Regions from separate parts of the Rattus norvegicus genome. Here region 2 is linked to region 1. Evidence: chromatin contacts called from public Hi-C data. All regions are on one chromosome and are shown on one strand. Each heading gives the region's core, a stretch centred on a gene start, on an enhancer-like site or on the middle of the called end of the contact. The rest is flanking DNA. Distances are from core to core; before and after follow the strand shown. Region 1 overlaps Pacs1 (phosphofurin acidic cluster sorting protein 1). Region 2 holds the start of Pacs1 (phosphofurin acidic cluster sorting protein 1).

Region 1 (2,700 bases), core at 44-2,543:
GGATCTTGTAGTTGTCAAGCCCTCCTCAGGCTTAGAGAAGCTGTTCATACCTTTGTCCACAACTAAAGGTAAATAAATGGTCACCATCTATAGTTTTAGAACCGAGCTTATGGTGGGCTATTTAGAGCCATATTTTTCTATTAATGAGAGAAACTGACATTCTCCAGTTCTTGCTGTTCTGGCATCAAGTGAGGCATAGTAATTTGTTCACGGGGAGAGTACACATCTTACTCTGCAGTGGCTATTAACTGTGAGGAGATGGACTGAAGGTGCCAGGCATTCCATCTGTTGGAGAGTAGTCTCTGGCTGGCCAGGCTCCTGTGCGCGCCTTCTTCTGGGGCATCTCAGCAACCTTTCTCCCTTCTGCCACCAGGTGGCGCTGTCTCCTAGCTTATCTTTTTATTAAAGAACAGCTGGCTCCCAAGCCCACCAAGAACTGTACCTCAGATCCTAGTGAAAGTGAAAGAAGGAAAACCACGACTCATGTTAAAAATTACCCTTGGAGAAGCTTCACCTGCTACTTGCAAATCCGCATTCCCAGCACCTTTCAAGCATGTTCATAGTGGTCAGGAGCCAAGGAGACAGCATTTAGTGTGCTGCTAATATTGGGGCGTGACTCAGAACAGCTTTTCCGCACAGAGAACTGCCAGATGGTTCTACAGAAAGTCTCTGTCCGTGTGGATAAATAATTGACCACTAGAATCACTCAGAGTAACATCTCTGGGAAGAAACCCAGAGCCTGCTGAAGGGAAGATCATTGCACAGTGCTCTGTATGTGGTGAGCAATGTGCTACTGTGACAGAGCATGTGTAAGGTGTAACCAGGCCAATGATCATGCAGCAGTACGCATGGATAGGCTGTGGCATAGAAGACTGTTCAGTAAACGTTTATGACCACTAAATGAGTAAAAGGAAAAGTGTTTCTGCATCGATGGAGGTTGACTATATAGCTTGTTTGATTTGGCAAAAACAAACAAGGAAGCAGGTTTTAATCCCAGGCAGAGGTGGATCTTTTTAAGTTGGAGGCCAGCCTGGTCTACTTATTGAAACCCTCGCTTAAACAATGGAACAAAAAGCCTTTAACTGTAAGGGGTGAATTTTCCAGAGTGAATCTTAACTCTATCTTCCCACTGACTTGCTTCTTCTCAAGGCTGTTTCCTCATCTGCAACGCCTACATGGAAAACATGTGCTCTAAAAAGCCATGTGGAAATGCTGTGAGATCCTGTGGGTCAGACTTAGAGCGTATTGATTGATAGACCTACAGAAGTACAGTTCCTTAGCACATCCAGTTTTAGAGTCCCAAAACTGACAGACCATGAATGTCTTCTATGCAAGTCCTTCAAATGCTGTCTCTCTTGGCCAGACCTCAAATTCGCTTTGTTGTCTCCCTGCTGAGATTTCTATTTTGAAGAGCCCATATGTCTTCATGTGGGTGTAGAACTGTGGAATCCTTTAGTATGAAGGCACTTTGGGATGGTAGAACAAGGATGTGTTCTTAACATGGAGTAGTTAAGGTAGATTAGGGAAAGGTGTGGTTGTTGGATCTTGGGGTTGTGCACCCTATCTCACCTTGATAGCCTCTTATCCCCATTGCTAAGCACTAGTACTTTGTTTTGTTTTCAAGATTGTGTCTTACTATGTAGCTCTGGCTGTTCTCCTGGAACTTAAAATGTAGACCATGCTGGCCTAGAACTCACAGAGATCTACCTGCCCTTGCCTCCTGGAGTGCTTGGATTAAAGGCATGTGCCACCATGCCTGGCCTACTTTTTTGTTGTTGTTGTTATTATTTTTTAACTTTCCCTTTTTTTCTTTTTGTGGTACAGAGAATAGAACCCAGGGTTTTGTCTATACCAAGAATTATACCAGTTAGCTATGTCACCAGCATTGCTGATGTATTTTCTTTCTTTTTTAAAATTTTACTTTGTGTATGAGTGAGTGTTTTACCTGTATGTATGTACACCACATGTGCACCAGCTTCCCAGAGAGGTCTGCAAAGGGCATAGGATCCCCTAGAACTGGAGTTGCACATGGCTATGAGCCACCATGTGGTGTCAGGAGCTGACCCTGAACAACTGCAAGAATTGCAGGGTTTCTTTTTTTTTTTTTTTTTTTTTTTTTTTTTTTTTTTTTTTTTTTTTCTCGGAGCTGAGGACCGAACCCAGGGCCTTGTGCTTGCTAGGCAAGCGCTCTACCACTGAGCTAAATCCCCAACCCCTAATTGCAGGGTTTCTTTTTTTTTTTTTCTTTTTCTTTTTTTTTTTTTTTTTGGTTCTTTTTTTCCGGAGCTGGGGACCGAACCCAGGGCCTTGCGCTTCCTAGGCAAGCGCTCTACCACTGAGCTAAATCCCCAACCCCAGTTGCAGGGTTTCTAAATCTCCCACTTTTAGGCCCCAAATTCGTAGAGCACTCACTTTATTACTAGAACCAGAAAGAATTTCTGCTGATACAAATTGTAACAGTTGTTGATTTTCTCAAAACTGAAACACACAATTGTAACATTATTTGGTTCTCTATGCTTGTAAGAGTAAAGCCTGATAGTGATTCAGGACACCTGCCCAAGACTCAGCCAGACAAAATGGAAGTCTGAAACTAAGAGTCTCTGTTCTCTGCACACACAGAGCCAGCGCCAGCTGGCTCTGTGTCCTCTTGGTGCAAAAGTGTTAGAGACTAGTACTTCACCTAACATGCTGAAGTCATTG
Region 2 (2,700 bases), core at 153-2,652, 110 kb before region 1:
TCTGTACTCCCTAGGCTTGTCACTTCCTGTTCTTATTTTAGACTTGTTTTGTAAATAAAGCTGTTTCCCAAGGAGGAATGAATACAGGCACTCTTGAACCTCTCTCTTTTTTAGCTTCTGCAAAAGAATATACTTCTTGCCTATAATCAGACTGCCCCACAGAACTATGGGACTGTAGTTGCTGAAATGACTGTGTGGATAATTCACTATCTCCTACCCTTCCTGTGTATGAAGGCTCTGAGGAAAGTACCTTTAGGTCTGGGCTGACCTTACTGCTTTGTCCGTGGGGAATAAAAATAGCCAGCTTAGCACCCTGGCTAGGCTGGGAAGTAACTAACTGTAGGCTGGGGAAGTAGGCCAGGTCAGGCCTGCCTTATTGACCTTGTGGCAGAAAGGCCTATTTCTTACTATTGGAGAACATCTGTATCTAAATAAAATCTAAATTGTTCCAGAGTCCCGGCTAACTACTTGGATTTACTAGTGTGTGTGTGGGTGGGTTGTAGGTGTAGGGTTTGAAGGGCTTGTTTAGTCTTCATCCCTGAGTTCTGAGAAGTTTTTGAAAAACTTGACTAGGTTGGAGCACAGGATTCCATGACATTTGCTCAAGTACTGTGGAGAAGGTGTGGGTGTAGGAGGGTGCAAGAGCTCTAGGTAGGGTGGGGGTGTGTGGGGATGGCAGCTGATCAGGCCTTGAGAGAATTTTAGGAATTGAGAAAGCACTGAGGCACTCTGGGACTTTGTAAAGAAGGCTGTGTCGGGGGCGCTGTACCAAGAATGGCTCTTGGACCTAGCCAAACTTAGCTCACTGGCTCCTGCCTACCCTCAAGCGGGAACTTAAGCTCCAGAGGTGGTGGCCGGTCCCTGGATCTCTACCTACTGCTCCTTTTACAGAAATGGGCGAAATACCCACAGAAGGGGTCGCCACCGCGGGCTGTCCAATTTCCGCGCAACGCGTGACCAGCCGCGGTCCGCCTCCACTACGTGTTCTGCAGATCTCAGGGGCTGAGCGCGCTCCCGTACAGTCCTCTCCTGTTCGGGACCGCGCCCCGGAAAACCCGGGTTTCCGCTGGCGGGGTAGCGGCCGCCCGACGGGGGTGGAGGAAGGAGGGGCGCGGAGCCATCACGCCAGAGGCCTGCAAGGGACGCAAGGGCCGCGCTGCGAGAGCGCGCGGGCTGTAGCCCCTTCCCAGAGGCCGCGGGGCTGAGTGCCAGCCTGGCCCGCCCCTCGGCGCCCGGCTGGGTGGGGCTGCGACTCCCCGCCCCTTTCGGGCACGCCCACCCAGTGTCTGGGCCTCGCGGGCCGCAACAGGCGGCGGGCGAGCGCGAGGACCGCGCGCAGCGAAGGCCCGCGCGTGCGTGCAGGTTCGCTGGTGGCTCGCGCTCCGCCGGGCGTTCTGAGGAGACGCGCTGAGCCGCTGCCGCCGCGGGGGGGAAGCCTGCGAGTAGCTCGCGTGCCCGCAGTCCGCGTAAGCCCCGCGCCCCTTCCACCCCTGGCCAGGCCATGGCGGAACGCGGAGGGGCGGGCGGTGGTCCCGGAGGCGCCGGGGGCGGCAGCAGTCAGCGGGGCTCTGGGGTTGCCCAGTCCCCGCAGCAGCAGCCGCCGCAGCAGCCATCTCAGCCGCAACAGCCGACGCCCCCCAAACTGGCCCAGGCCACCTCGTCCTCCTCGTCCACCTCGGCTGCGGCCGCCTCCTCCTCGTCCTCCTCCACCTCCACCTCCATGGCCGTCGCGGTGGCCTCGGGCTCTGCGCCTCCCGGCGGTCCGGGACCAGGCCGCACCCCCGCCCCAGTGCAGATGAATTTGTATGCTACCTGGGAGGTGGACCGGAGCTCATCCAGCTGCGTGCCCAGGTGAGCAACGGGCGGGTGGGAAAAGGTGTTGGCCTAGGGGACCGCCAGGCTGGCTCTGTGACAGGCCCCGCCTCCCCATCTCTCCGGGTCGAGTAGGGGGGGAGGTCCTCCACTTCAAGATCGTCCTGGCTTGGAGGTGGGGGTGGGGGGCTGCCTTCGCCTGGGCCTTCCAGGACTGTTGTGTGGGCCTGCCCTCTCCAGCAGCCCCACCTTCTGCCTTGGCCTGGACCACCCTCCTGTCCTCTTGGAGCAATGATGGCCTCCAGGACCCAGCCCAGTGGCCTTCCTTGGCTGGGTCTGACTGAATCTGACCTTCCTTACGGTCAGTAAGTCGCTCTTCTTCCTGCTTCACCAACGCCCGTGGGCTGTACATATGTTAATGTTACACAGATGTGGTAAAGATGGCTTTGATATAATTATTTCCCGACGTACTTAGCATGTGTCAAATTCAGTTGTCACCTGTTGCAGGTAAAGCTGGTTAACACTTAGGGGTTCAGTACATACAATCATCTGCTTCATATCACACACATTCTCTGGGTACTCTGTGCTCTTAGTTTGGGGCATCAGGTGAGTGTGTTCTCAAATGTAAGTTTTCATTTCCTTTTCCCCTAGATACTAGTCACAGAATCTCCTGGTTCCTACAAGCTCTGCAAAATGACTACCCTGTTCCTAAATTCAATCCATTTTTCTGTCTGTTGGAACTGTCTGGGAACTTGCATCAAAAAATAACGCTTGGACATAATTTCTGTTTCTCTATGGTAAAGCAGTTGTTCTATATAATTCTTTGGGGACTGTGTTGGGCTTGACCCTGCATTAAGACAGCCTGCAGGGTTGGTTTCACCCAGTAAG

The links. A called contact is a pair of places that touch in the nucleus more often than the background predicts.
Region 2: a Hi-C map of frontal cortex shows a contact between it and region 1, with 2.5 times the contacts expected there. The contact joins the promoter of Pacs1 here to the enhancer-like site in region 1. A contact is called at or near these places in 2 of 12 Hi-C or Micro-C datasets (the A7r5 cell line and frontal cortex).

What each region holds. Positions count from the first base shown.
Region 1 is chr1:211,882,639-211,885,338 of GRCr8, reverse strand. All of the region lies in intron 10 of Pacs1 (phosphofurin acidic cluster sorting protein 1), which reads left to right. LOC120099980 (a long non-coding RNA gene) reads right to left here. Exons shown (of 2, transcript XR_005499565.2): 2 at 2,091-2,700. Among named protein-coding and RNA genes, the nearest start is that of Klc2, 30 kb to the right of the region's middle. Within about 2 kb of position 1,293, at least 15 of the 93 cell types and tissues checked have an H3K27ac peak or open chromatin away from gene starts, as enhancers often do.
Region 2 is chr1:211,997,530-212,000,229 of GRCr8, reverse strand. Pacs1 (phosphofurin acidic cluster sorting protein 1) reads left to right here and starts at 1,402. Exons shown (of 24, transcript NM_134406.1): 1 at 1,402-1,851. The coding sequence starts at 1,502. Sf3b2 (splicing factor 3b, subunit 2) reads left to right here. Exons shown (of 20, transcript NM_001106326.1): 20 at 1-452.